Linked DNA regions of Sus scrofa: region 1 is linked to region 2. The links are chromatin contacts, called in public HiChIP or PLAC-seq maps. All regions are on one chromosome and are shown on one strand. The core of a region is the stretch at or near the end of the contact, and the rest is flanking DNA. Distances in the headings are between cores, read along the strand shown.

The links. HiChIP or PLAC-seq counts read pairs in DNA pulled down with a chosen protein or histone mark.
Region 1: a contact with region 2 is called in an H3K27ac HiChIP or PLAC-seq map of alveolar macrophages. The contact joins two enhancer-like sites. A contact is called at or near these places in 5 of 47 Hi-C or Micro-C datasets (blood, liver and skeletal muscle) and 1 of 2 datasets of contacts at active chromatin or transcription factors (alveolar macrophages).

The regions. Positions count from the first base shown.
Region 1 is chr13:92,613,832-92,620,123 of Sscrofa11.1, forward strand. The region is part of intron 3 of MBNL1 (muscleblind-like protein 1); the gene reads left to right. Among named protein-coding and RNA genes, the nearest start is that of MBNL1, 130 kb to the left of the region's middle. Within about 2 kb of position 2,095, at least 30 of the 83 cell types and tissues checked have an H3K27ac peak or open chromatin away from gene starts, as enhancers often do. A contact at or near this core is called in alveolar macrophages and liver, where this site is marked.
Region 2 is chr13:92,438,308-92,444,393 of Sscrofa11.1, forward strand. No RefSeq gene overlaps it. Among named protein-coding and RNA genes, the nearest start is that of MBNL1, 50 kb to the right of the region's middle. Within about 2 kb of position 2,249, at least 11 of the 83 cell types and tissues checked have an H3K27ac peak or open chromatin away from gene starts, as enhancers often do. A contact at or near this core is called in alveolar macrophages and liver, where this site is marked.

The DNA.
Region 1 (6,292 bases), core at 845-3,344, 180 kb after region 2:
ATGACAAATAATATCTTTTAGATGTGTACATTATAAGAAGTTGAGATTATTATCTCCTTTTGAGAATACTTGTATTTTTCAGTGAATAAAGATGGAATTGTTTTTCTTCCTCAAGTAAAGCTTTGACGCTAAAAAACTCCTCTTGGCAACCTGTTTAAAGCTTTTCTCACAATGAAGTGTAGAGAATTGAAGATTAATTCCATTGAAATCATAAATGCACTGCAGTCTGTAGATTATCAGTTAGTCAAGATAAACACCACTGATTACCGTTGAATTATGCATACAAATATTTACAACACCCTGGATAATGAATTCATAAAAATAAATAATAATTATAATAATAGAGACTTAGTACTCAAATTTCCATATTTCTCAAATCCTGAAAGGAATATTTTCTGAGTTTATACTACAGTGTAATTTAACAAGGATAAGAAGTATTTGCAATGCAATGTTAGCCACATTTATTTCCCTTAAGACTTCAGAGAGTCTAAGTTTAGATATCAACCCTTTGCTTCCTGGATAAATTTCACTCTCGCTCTCTTTTTTTTTAAATGGTTGCACCCACAGCATATGAAAGTTCCTGGGTCAGGGTTGAATCCTGGCTGAAGCTGCAGCCTATGCCACAGCTGCAGCAATGCCAGATCCTTTAACCCACTGCACCAGGCTGGGGGTCAAACCCTTGACTCGTTTCCACAAAGCTGCTGCAGTTGGATTCTGTGACACAGCAAAAACTACTCCCTCTATTTTTTATACTCTTGTTACAGGACACATCAACATATTCATCTATTAATAGTTTGAAGTAAAATATGGAATTATGTTTTCAAAAGTTTTTTTTTTTAATTTCAGAAACAATTTTTAAATTAATGACTAAAAGATTTGATTTAAAATATAAAATATAGATTTCTTGTTCTTCAGACTCTACTCTGTTAAACTGTTCAGATATATACAAATATTTGACTCAGATTACTTGGAAAATATTCTCACATGTTGTCTGGAAGGAATATAAATTGAACTGCACTTTAATTGTTTATCTCTACTGTTGTCCTCTTTTGTTTAATACGGTGATATAATTCTAACTTTTCAGTTGGAATATCTTAAATTAGAGATTCTTTGAAAGTGCTGTTGTTATTTGTGGTTCTCACCTGAAATATGAAGCTGTTTTAAAAGCAGAATGAAATGTTTACAGTAGATAAGACTTGCTGACTAATAGTTGTTGGAAACTTTCCATTTGTCAAGTTGTTATGTAGATGATCGTATATTAGATCTAGCTGAGAGGCGAGCCAAAAACCCAAGGAATCTAAAATAACACTTTGTTGGCAAATAGTTTGTTTTTAGGGATGAGAACTTGTGAAGAATGAGGAAGCATAGGCTCTTGCCTTCTAAGATGGACCATATTCTGCCTATGGAATGTGTATCTCTCCCAATAAACCTGCTTTCACTTAAAAAAAAAAAAAAAAAGAATGCAGCATCATATTATTTGTCCCAGTTACACCTCTTAGCAGATGATCTGAGGGGGAGAGCCCTATGTATCTTCTTGGAGAGCTCTGCCTCTGCTGCTTCACCTTGGGGTCTTCATGACAATTGATTCTCCTTTTCTTCTGGTGTGTTCCCCTTTACTCACTTCCTCTTCTCTCTTATCTTCCCTTTTCCTCTCTTTCTCTAGACTCATAATGTGATTTGAGGGTGGGGGCTGTGGCGGGTGATTCACACACCAACTTCCTGCTACTTTAATACAAAACCCCAAAGCCATGGCAGTGAAAAAATACAACAGTAACTGTGCGGCTTTGCCATGTGGTTGAAAGACTTGCATTTTGAGTAAGAAGTTGTTAATAATGGTTATTCGTTCCTTTCTTCAAAGATGTCTTTTCTTTTGACAAGATGACATTTTGCTATTTTTAATAGAATTATGTTCAGATATGATGCTTTTAAACATTAAATTGGCCAGGTCTTTTTTCTTATGTGGGTGAGCCTTTGAATCTGGGTTGATTTAAAAGTATCCACTCTTCTGCTAGAATCAGGCAAGAGGCCATCTGCAGAGACTTGAATTTGTAACCAGTGTGGAAGATGCAGAGTAGCTAGAAGAGTGGTTAGAGAGCCCAAGTTAAGAAGTTTAAAACCTGACACCTCCATTACCAGCCACATGCCTGTTTGCTGATTACTTAACTTGTCTGTGTTTCAGTTTCATCGTCATTTATGTGGAGGTAGTAAGAGTGCCTACTCAATAAGATTGTAAGTCTTAAATGAGCTAATAGTATGTGAGCTAATAATATGTAAAGCTTCACATACTTTATATAAGATGATAAATATTGGTTGTCATTGTGTCAAAAGACAAATTATTGATGGAAATAAAACTTATATTTGGAGGTCACATTCATGATTCAGAATCTGGCAGGAACTTGTTTAGAATTATTTAACATTGAATAAATGAAGTACTCTTCTACAGTGCCTTAAATTTCTTTTAAAATCAGAACTACCACATTAGTTATTATTTGATACAATGTACAGCTGTCAAATTCTGGGAACAAGGAGAGTATTTTAAGACTATTTCATCTGCTCTTGCTATCCAAATGAGATGTAGAAGTGCACGTGTTCCTATAATATTTATCAGTTTTAAATTATTCTTTTTCATGATCCTAAACTTACATTTTACTACTTGGAAATAGGTATAATTTAATGCTTGTTTTTTAGTGCTGGTACATTTCCAAATTTACTTAAATGTTTAATAGTATATTCCTACCTGTTTTTTATGTAATAACTAAACAGCTTTTTGCAGAACTATTTTATTTTATTTTTTGGCTACACCCATAGCATTTGGAAGGTTCTGGGCTCGAGATCAAACCTGTGTCACAGCAAGATCTGAGTTGTTGCAATGACAACACTGGATCCACAACCCACCGGGCCACATGAGAACTCCACAAAACTGTTTTTCAGTGTGGCTATATCACTGCTTCTTTCTATAAAAGATTTCTTCTTTGAAAAATCTGGAAGCTTCTTATTGTTCCAATAATATCAAGAAATCATACCCAATATACTATGTTTTATCACTGAGTAACTTTAAAAAAGTGTGTTTGTAGTAAACAGAATGTCAACTGTGTTTTGATTATCCTGTATATTTAGCATATATTGAGTAACTTAAGACTGGGTTGGAAACAATGGCAATTAAATATAAAGACTTGTTTGGGAGGTTGCCACAGATGCTTCTGATAATTCACCTTGAATTTTGAAGAACATAGCAAATGGACAGAGTGTTCACTGAAGCAGGAATTCGTATACCTGTAGTTCTCATCCAACTGCAAATATGGTTATTTCATCAAAATATCTCATTTTTCTCCAACTAAAAATCATTAATATTGGGTTATTACAACATTTTCTCTTGTGTAGAAGTCAGCTATTCATGTATAGTAGCTTTTCTTGGAGGCTAAAATATTAAATTCATTTCAGCTTTTCTTTCAAACTATTATTTTGATTGTACTTTATACTTTTGGCAAGATGTAGTTTCCTTTCTTGGGATTATTTCAAATTGCTCAGAATTGTCTTCATTAAATTTATTGAGACACAGTTTTTCTAAATGACATTTTAATAATTGCTACAAATAAATAGAGATGAACCAGGAGGTTGTAGTAGGGTGGTTGGATTTGTTTTGTTGGTTGGTTTATTTTGTTTTCTGATTGTTTGTTTTGAGACATGTAAACTTTGTTTACTTTTAGGGTTTTTTTGTGGGTTTTTTTTTTGTGGTTTTTTTTTTTTTTTTTTTTTTGGTCAAAGATTCAGATTCAGTTGAGTTAAAGTACCCTGCCTCTGCTCCACCTGAATTGGTGAAGAATTCTAACTTCTTTGAGGTATACTGAGCCTAATGGCATAGGATGCTTAGCTTATAAGGAAATTAAAAACCTTCTAAATAGGTGTAATTTCTAAAAGTAAAACAGCTTAAAACCACAGACAGCTATTCCCAGCCTGGACAAGTTTATATTCTAAACCACAAAGGTCTATTCTGAAATATTTCTAGCTATGAAGGTTTTTATACTCTTGTTCCATCATACATTTCAGGTTGTATAACCTTGAGATCAAGAAATTTTCATTTACTATCCCTCACCTAGTGTGTTCTCTGTTTGAGAAGTCTTCTTTTGTTACAGAGTTGAAGTTTAAAAAATGCGTCAGAAAGTATAAAAATAGGAAGTGCCCACAAAATCCAGCATTAACAGTTGTAGAACATATTGGTCCCTGAATGCCTAAAAATACAGTGCCTGAAATGATTAGAGGAAGAAAATGGGGTAATTTAAGAATTTGACACTCTCCTCCTTTCCAAATTGCTCAGATTGGCTTCTTTTCTTGTATTTAAACTCTTCGAGTCTTTAGGTCTAACTGGCACAGAGCCAGAGAGAAAGGAGAGAAGGAAGAAAAGGGGAATGGAAAGGAAAACAAGAACATGAATGGAGGAATTTCAGATTATTAATTGATTACTAGGTATAAGCCTCTAGTGAAGTTTTGAAAGAGGTTATAGAGCTTTCTGCTTTATCATCCTTGCCCCTAAAGACTTGGCTAAATACATCCTCCATATTATGAGGTTGAATAAATAATATTTCAAATATGTTAGTACATTATTTTAAGCCCTTCACATGGAAATTACATTTTCACCTGCTATATTTTAATATGGCTTTTACACATTTTTCTGTATTTTTAAGAATAATTTATAGTGTTTATACACTTTAAATGTGTATATATTCCATTGCATATTTCTCTAAGCATTGAGTTACTGTTTTTTCTCTCTGAATATGTTTTTGCTTGGTGTTACAAAGGTAGACTCTGAATAATTAAGATGTTCATAAGTTTATTCCGAGTTTTTTTTTTTTTAATATACCAAGTTCTTATAATATTTGAGCAATGCACAGTAAATTCAAAAAGGGTTGGAGGTGAGCTAGAGTAAACTGGCTTTGTGTCAGAAAATAATTCCTTATTTTTAGACAACTCCAAATGACAAAAATCATACATCTTTCCCCAAACTAAGATTTTATAATAGATGGTTTTGTTATAACAAGTTTTATATTTACATTACTTTTACATAAAAGGCAGCTCTAAACTCTTCTCTTAAACAGAATTATTTGCAACAAAGCCTGGATTGGAAGATGAACACATCTGGATTTGAGGAAATGTGTTATAGATATAGGTATATGGGAAAGTAGCAGAAGTTTATTGGTTCCCTTACTAGAAATAGGTACTGTATGTGTACCCTGTACTTTAGGCTGGTTTTAGAAAAAGCCCAGGGCATATTGAATTAATGTGTATCCTTACTTACTAGAAAATAAAAATAAAAACAGGTTCTCCCCATAAATACACACTGTTTTCTTAAGAAAAATTGCTGTTTATAGTGTGAATATTTAAAATCCTAATATACCATAAAAAGAAGAAAGCATTTTGATTGGCTACTTATTGAAATATTATAACAGTAGATGAGGGAAATACGTTCTGTTTTGTTAGAAAATTGCTTATCAGACAATTCCCTTTGTAGATGATGTAGTATATTCTAGCAAACTTTAATTTAATTTTACTTTTCCACATCCTTATTTCTATCAAAACTGGTCTAAATTTAATATGCAAATATTCTTTCCATTCACTTATGTTAATTTTCATATGTATTTCTATGAAAGCTGTGTTTTTGTCTGATTAAAAAAATGTTATCTAGTTTAGCATTGTACATTGGTCAAGTGAAAAAAGACTAAAGTTTGTGTTCCTCTAAAATGCTTAGCTTTCTTTCACATTAATCAACCCAGTCAAAGAGTTTGAAGGGTTTAGTTATTTGATGTCAAATAATTATTTGATTGACTCATTTGGTTTTCAACTTCTCTTTTATCTTAACCTGCTTCAGTATAGGGATCATATTTTTTGAGGCCAGGGACATATTAAATATTTGGTATATTTGTCAATTGATTTAGAAACAACCTTTGTGTAACTAAGCAATCATAACATACTCCTTAGTTACCCCAAAGAAGGTATATTTAAACTTGTTTAGTAAGCAGAGGTGGTAATGTTTAATCAAGTAAGCAAATATAAGTATGAAATAGTTTGCCTTTAAACCCACTTGGCAGTAGAAAGAGCCAAATGTAAAACTAGCTGACTACACTTAGCCTGTTTGTCTTACGCAGGAGTTAAGCTGAATGCCTCTCAGACAATGATTGATTAAGGAAAGGAAACGTTTTTCTTTCCTAAATCATAATGGACATCGTAAGAGTACATTATGAATCTATGGTAGAATCCTTGTTCCTTGCTTGAGATGTTAAGCCACATAACATTTTTA
Region 2 (6,086 bases), core at 999-3,498:
AGCCATGTCTGCGACCTACACCACAGCTCAGGGCAACACCAGAGCCTTATCCCAATGAGCGAGGCCCGGGATCAAACCAGCAACCTCATGGTCCCTAGCCAGGTTCGTTAACCACTGCTCCACGATGGGAACTCCTCATATTTATTTCACATTGACAAGTTATGTGAAAATCTGAAAAAGCTCAGGCCCTACTTCGTGTTTATGTTTGATGTTACAAATAGATGGAGGAGACAAGCCTCTGCCCTGTACAGCAAAAAGTTGCTGACATCAAATATGTCCATACAATATAGACATGCCACTCAAGAGTCTTAAGCATTTACATTCTTCTTCAATCCTCTGTTACCTTAAGGACCTGGTTTGGGGGAGTTTCTGATTGTTTTGATTGTTTTGGTTATGTTTTTGCTTTTGTTTTGGTTTTGCTTTTAGTTTTCAATCTATAGAGTGAGTCACAGCTTCCTAAGTAAAGAGAAGATTAAATTGTTAATGTTTAAAAAGAACACTAAATTTAAGTACTCTGCTCACCTTCCTGGAAGTCTTAAGGGTGTGGTAAACAGGGAATGGATTAGGGGAAGGTCATAAAGGCACAGAGGCATGCTTTGAGTGTCATTTTGTGAGATTGTTGCAGAAATGAGCCCTCCCTGCATAGGCTAAACTGAGACATTGCAAAGTTGCTGAAAATGCCCCTAAGAAGGTCAAGATGTCAAACATGCAGTAAACAAGAGGTGGATCTTGGGTTAGGGTCATGGTTTATGTCAAAAGACCTGAGTGCTCACTTTGATTCAGCTGTAACCATCCGTAACACAGATTCTCAAAATGGAGCACATATATCTGGATGAAATATAGAAACATAGACTGCTGAGTCCTGTCTGCAGAGTCTGTGATACAGTAGGTCTGGGTTGAAGCCCAAGAATTTTTAGCATATCTTCAGGTAATGTCAGTATTTCTGATGAGACCACTGAAGAGGAGTATATGAAATCCAGGACCATGTAAGGAAAGTAAATGTGAGGAACTGCCACAATAAAACATGAAAGAGCTTGCAAGAGAGAGAGAGATGCTCTGTATGGAGCATTCACATTGGAAAGAAAATAATAATAGTAAGAGTAATGGTAATCATTGTAATAAATGCTATTCTAGGTAAACTAAAAGAATATGAGCCTGATTCATCCTGTTTGCTTCTTGAACTTGAAGATCTCATAGGGTCCTTCTGTATAATATTAAGATTCTAAATACTCCAATTACAAACTTGATTATGACTTTATTAAATTTAGTCTCTACATCTTGATAGCAGAAAACTTAAGTTCATAGGGGGAAATGACTATGGGAAAACTACTGTGAAACATCTCAACAAGACATGCTTTTTAAAAATAATTGCATGCACTTAGGAATTTATGGGTAGGCTTCCACCTGCTAATGGAAACTCAGGAGCAACTAATATAAGTCATTGGCAATGAGTGGCTTGCTGTAATAAGTACCCAGTTGTTGGGATGCAAGGAAAAGTAACCAACATTTATTAGGTGCCTATGGTGTGTTACGATCCCTTCTAGGTACCCTTTGAATGTTGTTCTCATTTATCTTTACAATCACTGCATAAGACAGTATCATTAAAACGTTTTATAGTCAAGGGGTCTGAGACAGAAAAATTAGAAAACTTGCCCAATGTTACATATTTAGTAAATGTGAGATTTGAGTACTAAGGTCTGAGTTACTTAGATGACCATTTTGGTTTTTATTACATCACTGGCTTTCTCTCAGCTGGAGAATTGAGAACATGGAAAGGGTTGTCTGCATTAAACCACCCTTGTTCTACTTTCCAATCTGAAAGTAAAATTACCGAATTCCCCTTTTTCTTACAGTCAAATACCACAGTCACCACTGTCCTAGAAGAAAGATTATCTGTTTATGTATTTCATCAAAATACTCTGGAGAAAGTGGGGTAAAATGCAGAGAACTGAATTTTTAGGGCCCAACTAACCTAGATTTAAATCCTGTGTTCATTGCTTTTGCCATTCTACTTTCCTGGGTATGTGAATAATCAGACAAATTTGATATAACTAAGAATTAAATGACACAAGCATAATCCCTGCCATTTTGCAGATGTTACAGAAATATTACTTTCTTCTGCTTTGCTCTGAGTAATGTTATAAGCCAAAACGCTCAGAAAACGTTTTTACCACTTGTTACGGACTCTCTTGTTTTTCTCGATAGTCCCTTATCTTAACTCGTTGACTTTTATTTCCTGTGCCACTGGTCTCTTCCGCTTTGCAATGCCTCTAATCTTTTACCAAGCAAAAAATGTCTTTTGTCTCATTACCTCCTTAGAAAATACATACTCACCAAGATCTGAACTTTCCCAGGAGAAACAATGCTGTCTGAATGTAAATTTTAAGCAATCTGAAATTGCACATGCATGATTATACTTCATAATTTCATTTTTTTGTATTTATATTCTTTTAAAATTAGTTTTAATCTTTCCTGATAATAAAAATAAGCATGCAAATAAATAAATAAATAAATAAATAAATAAATAAATAAATAAAATTTTGAGAAGGGAGTTCCCATCATGGCTCAGCAGAAATGAATCTGACTAGCATCCATGAGAACACAGGTTTGATCTCTGGCCTCGCTCGGTGCTAAAGATCCAGCGTTGCTGTGAGCTATAGTTTAGGTTACAGACACAGCTTGGATCTGGCATTGCTGTGGCTGTGGTATAGGCCAGCAGCTACAGCTCTGATTTGACCCCTAGCCTGGAAACCTCCATATGCCACAGGTGCAGCCCTAAAAAGACAAAAATAATAAAAATAAACATCTAAGTGTAGAAAATGCTAAAAAATACAGACATTTGTTTTAAAAAGCAAGAGCCTACAAAATTCTGCAATCCAGGAATAAACCTACATTTTCAATATTCTCAAATATTTTCTCACAGGATTGCACTTTATGTATGTGTGCATGTATGTATGTGTGTGTGTCTGTGTGTGTTTGTGTGTGTTTATAACTGGGATCTTATAGCTTATTTCACTTAGAATATCATGTTCTCTTTCCTTTGCCATTATAAAATAATTTAATAACATAGTTTTTAATGGTTGCATGTTTCATTATATAGCTATCCCTACCTTTTTACTTGTTTGTTTATAACCCCCCATGAAAGGAGCCATGATAAAAATATCATTCAAATTAAGGTATAATACATGTTCAACCTCACAATGGTTTACATAATAATTTGGAGAAAGAGTGTACACCTAGGATTTGGCAACAGAATAATTAAGTATAATAACAAAAATTTAGTATCACTGAGTCACTCAGGAATGGTTTTATAATTTCATGTTATATATTGTTATTAAAACTCTCATAATATTTTGAACAGACATGACATTTTTGTTATTTTCTAGAAGGCAATCGTTTTCTATAAATATCGGTTGGAGGAGTTCCCGTTGTGGCTCAGTGGTTAGTGAACCCAACTAGCATCCATGAGGACGCGGGTTCGATCCCTGGCCTAGTTCAGTGGGTTAAGGATCCAGCGTTGCTGTGAGCTGTGGTGTAGGTCACAAATGCAGCTGGGATCCCCCGTTGCTGTGGCTGTGGTGTAGGCCAGCAGCAACAGCTCCGATTGGACCCTAGCCTGAGAACTTCCACATGCCCTGGGTGCAGCCCTAAAAATAAATAAATAAATAAATAAATATCTGTTGGAGTAAATGAAAATATAAATGACTTTAGTATCTTTATGTTTCTATGATATAAAGAGTATTTTTCAATAACGGAATTACTGGCTCCTAATCTTACACAAAATATACATGGTAGATGGATAGACGCTTATATACTCACTAAAAGTAGGAAATTCCAGATTTTTAAATTGTAATTATTTTGTTTCATATTCAAATTTCTCTATTTACTCTTTATTCATACCTGCTATATTAATTCATGTAATTTTTTCATTCAATACTCTTAAATTGTCTAATCTTCAAAATGAAGGCAATTGAATTAGATAATTTCTTAGGCTCATAACAGCCCTAAAATCATGACTTTCTGTATTCTACAAGGTTAATTAGTATGGTTTTTAAAAATCAAAGCATAATTAAATCATATTAGGTTCCTCTTTCTGAGATGGGAAAGGATGTGCTTTAAAAGCCTTGTTAGATTTTTTTCAGACATAGTATTATATATCAGTTATATTAAAACTTTAGAAATTAGAAAATTGATAAAATACCAGGGTTAACTATCACCACTGATTATATAGAACTATATTGTGTTTCCATACTTCTTTATAATGATCATTATTAAATACTTAGTGAAGTCTAAGCAAAATAGTCTATAAAGAGAGTAAATCTGGCCAGTGACCAAAGTCTAATTATAAAGAACTTCAATTTAACACACTGTTGTACAAATAAGTGTAGACACAAAACATGCATTTTAAAAAAAAGAGAAATGCCTACTTGCTTTAAAAAAAAATTCCTATTATCAGAGCACCATTAGTTTTAACAAAACACCCATTTCAGTAAGAAACAGTGAATGAAAATATTCCTATATCTCATAAGATAAAGGATTACATAGGAAAAAATGCATTATTCAGAATTTCAATAGTTTAAAATATTTGATATTGTAGATTATTTTGGTTAGCCCATAAATACATTCCATAAAAAGTTATTTTTGAGGAGTGTTCAGGAGCTGCAGTCTTACCAGTATGAAAGCACATTATATGTGTTTTCTTGTTAGCAATGCCCCTTTGGCTTCTTCTTGACTCTTTTACCTAAATCAATTTTTGCTTTCTTTATTTATATGCAAACAATGCCAATACATTTTGTCAAAACCTAAGAGATGGGTAGTTAGAACTTTTGTTGGACTCGTGTAGATAAGGACATGGTTTATTGCTTCCCCTTCTCCTGCTCATGGCTTATGTTGCTGGGGCCTGGAGGTGTGGTCAGAGTCTCCAAGGAGACCACCAGAGGATCACTTCAAATGTGGCTAAAACCAATATGGCTTCTACTCTTCATTCCTATTTTTAAAATTGCTCAAACTTTTTCAAGAAATGTGTAGAAACATGTTTGAGGCATAGCATGCTTCTCTTATTTTGCTGATAAAGAGTCTCTGGCATTAGCCAAACATACTTCTTGGAATAGCAACCGTTTTTAATGGCAAGCTACCATGTCCTCTAACAAAAACCTTCCCTTCGCATTTTTCTCTAAGCAATTTGTTTATTTCCATGTTAGTGTTTACTTCTTTCTTTACAAAAGGCTAAAATGCCTAGCATTTTGACAAAGTGAACTAATTTTATTTTGGGGGGGGTTCTAATTTATTTAAAACAAGCAAAAAATATGTTGAATGCATGAACTTTCAGTTTCATATCAGTTGATATTCCAGATCTCCTTTTATAGGAACTAATGTTTCTGAAGGTATGAAGAGGCCGCCATTTCAGTAATAAAAATAAATAAGAAGAAAGCATGGTCATTTACTATTTTCAACTACTAAATTTGTGATGAAGAATCAAAATGAAGGTATTCCGACCTGCAAAATAGCAGTAGTTAAAATATAATCTGACTAACATTAACTTTAATGTTAGCAACTTCGCAAATGCCTTCTCTACAAGCCAGTGCTTTGTAGAAAGCCATAAAAGGGGAGGAATATAATTTTGTTTTCTGGCACTTACTGAAAAGCTAAAATAGAAGAGTAACAGAAATCATATTTGCTCTAACCAGAGGAGTTGTGAAACATCATCTCAGAAGACTGTAAGTTATTGTAAAAATGTTGTAGTTACCTTGTTATTAAATATGTTTTATAGGAGTTGAAACTTTTGTTTTGCTGAAAATTATTTAGAGTAAAAGGTAGCAATTAAGTAACATAGAAGAAAGATCTACGTATTTTTTTCCATACAGTGATATGGAGCATTGTAAAATTTATCTTTAAGTTGAAATATGATGATTTTTTACTTCCTGATGAGAACTGAAATTTTCCCAATGAGAGTTTCTAACTATGACAAAATAGTTTTCAAGTAACATCTTTGAAATAATCCATTTCTTTTTCTGATTGATGGGCTGGAAGAACAATAAAACTATACATTGTTTATTTCATAAATTCTGAATTTTTAAAGCAAATTT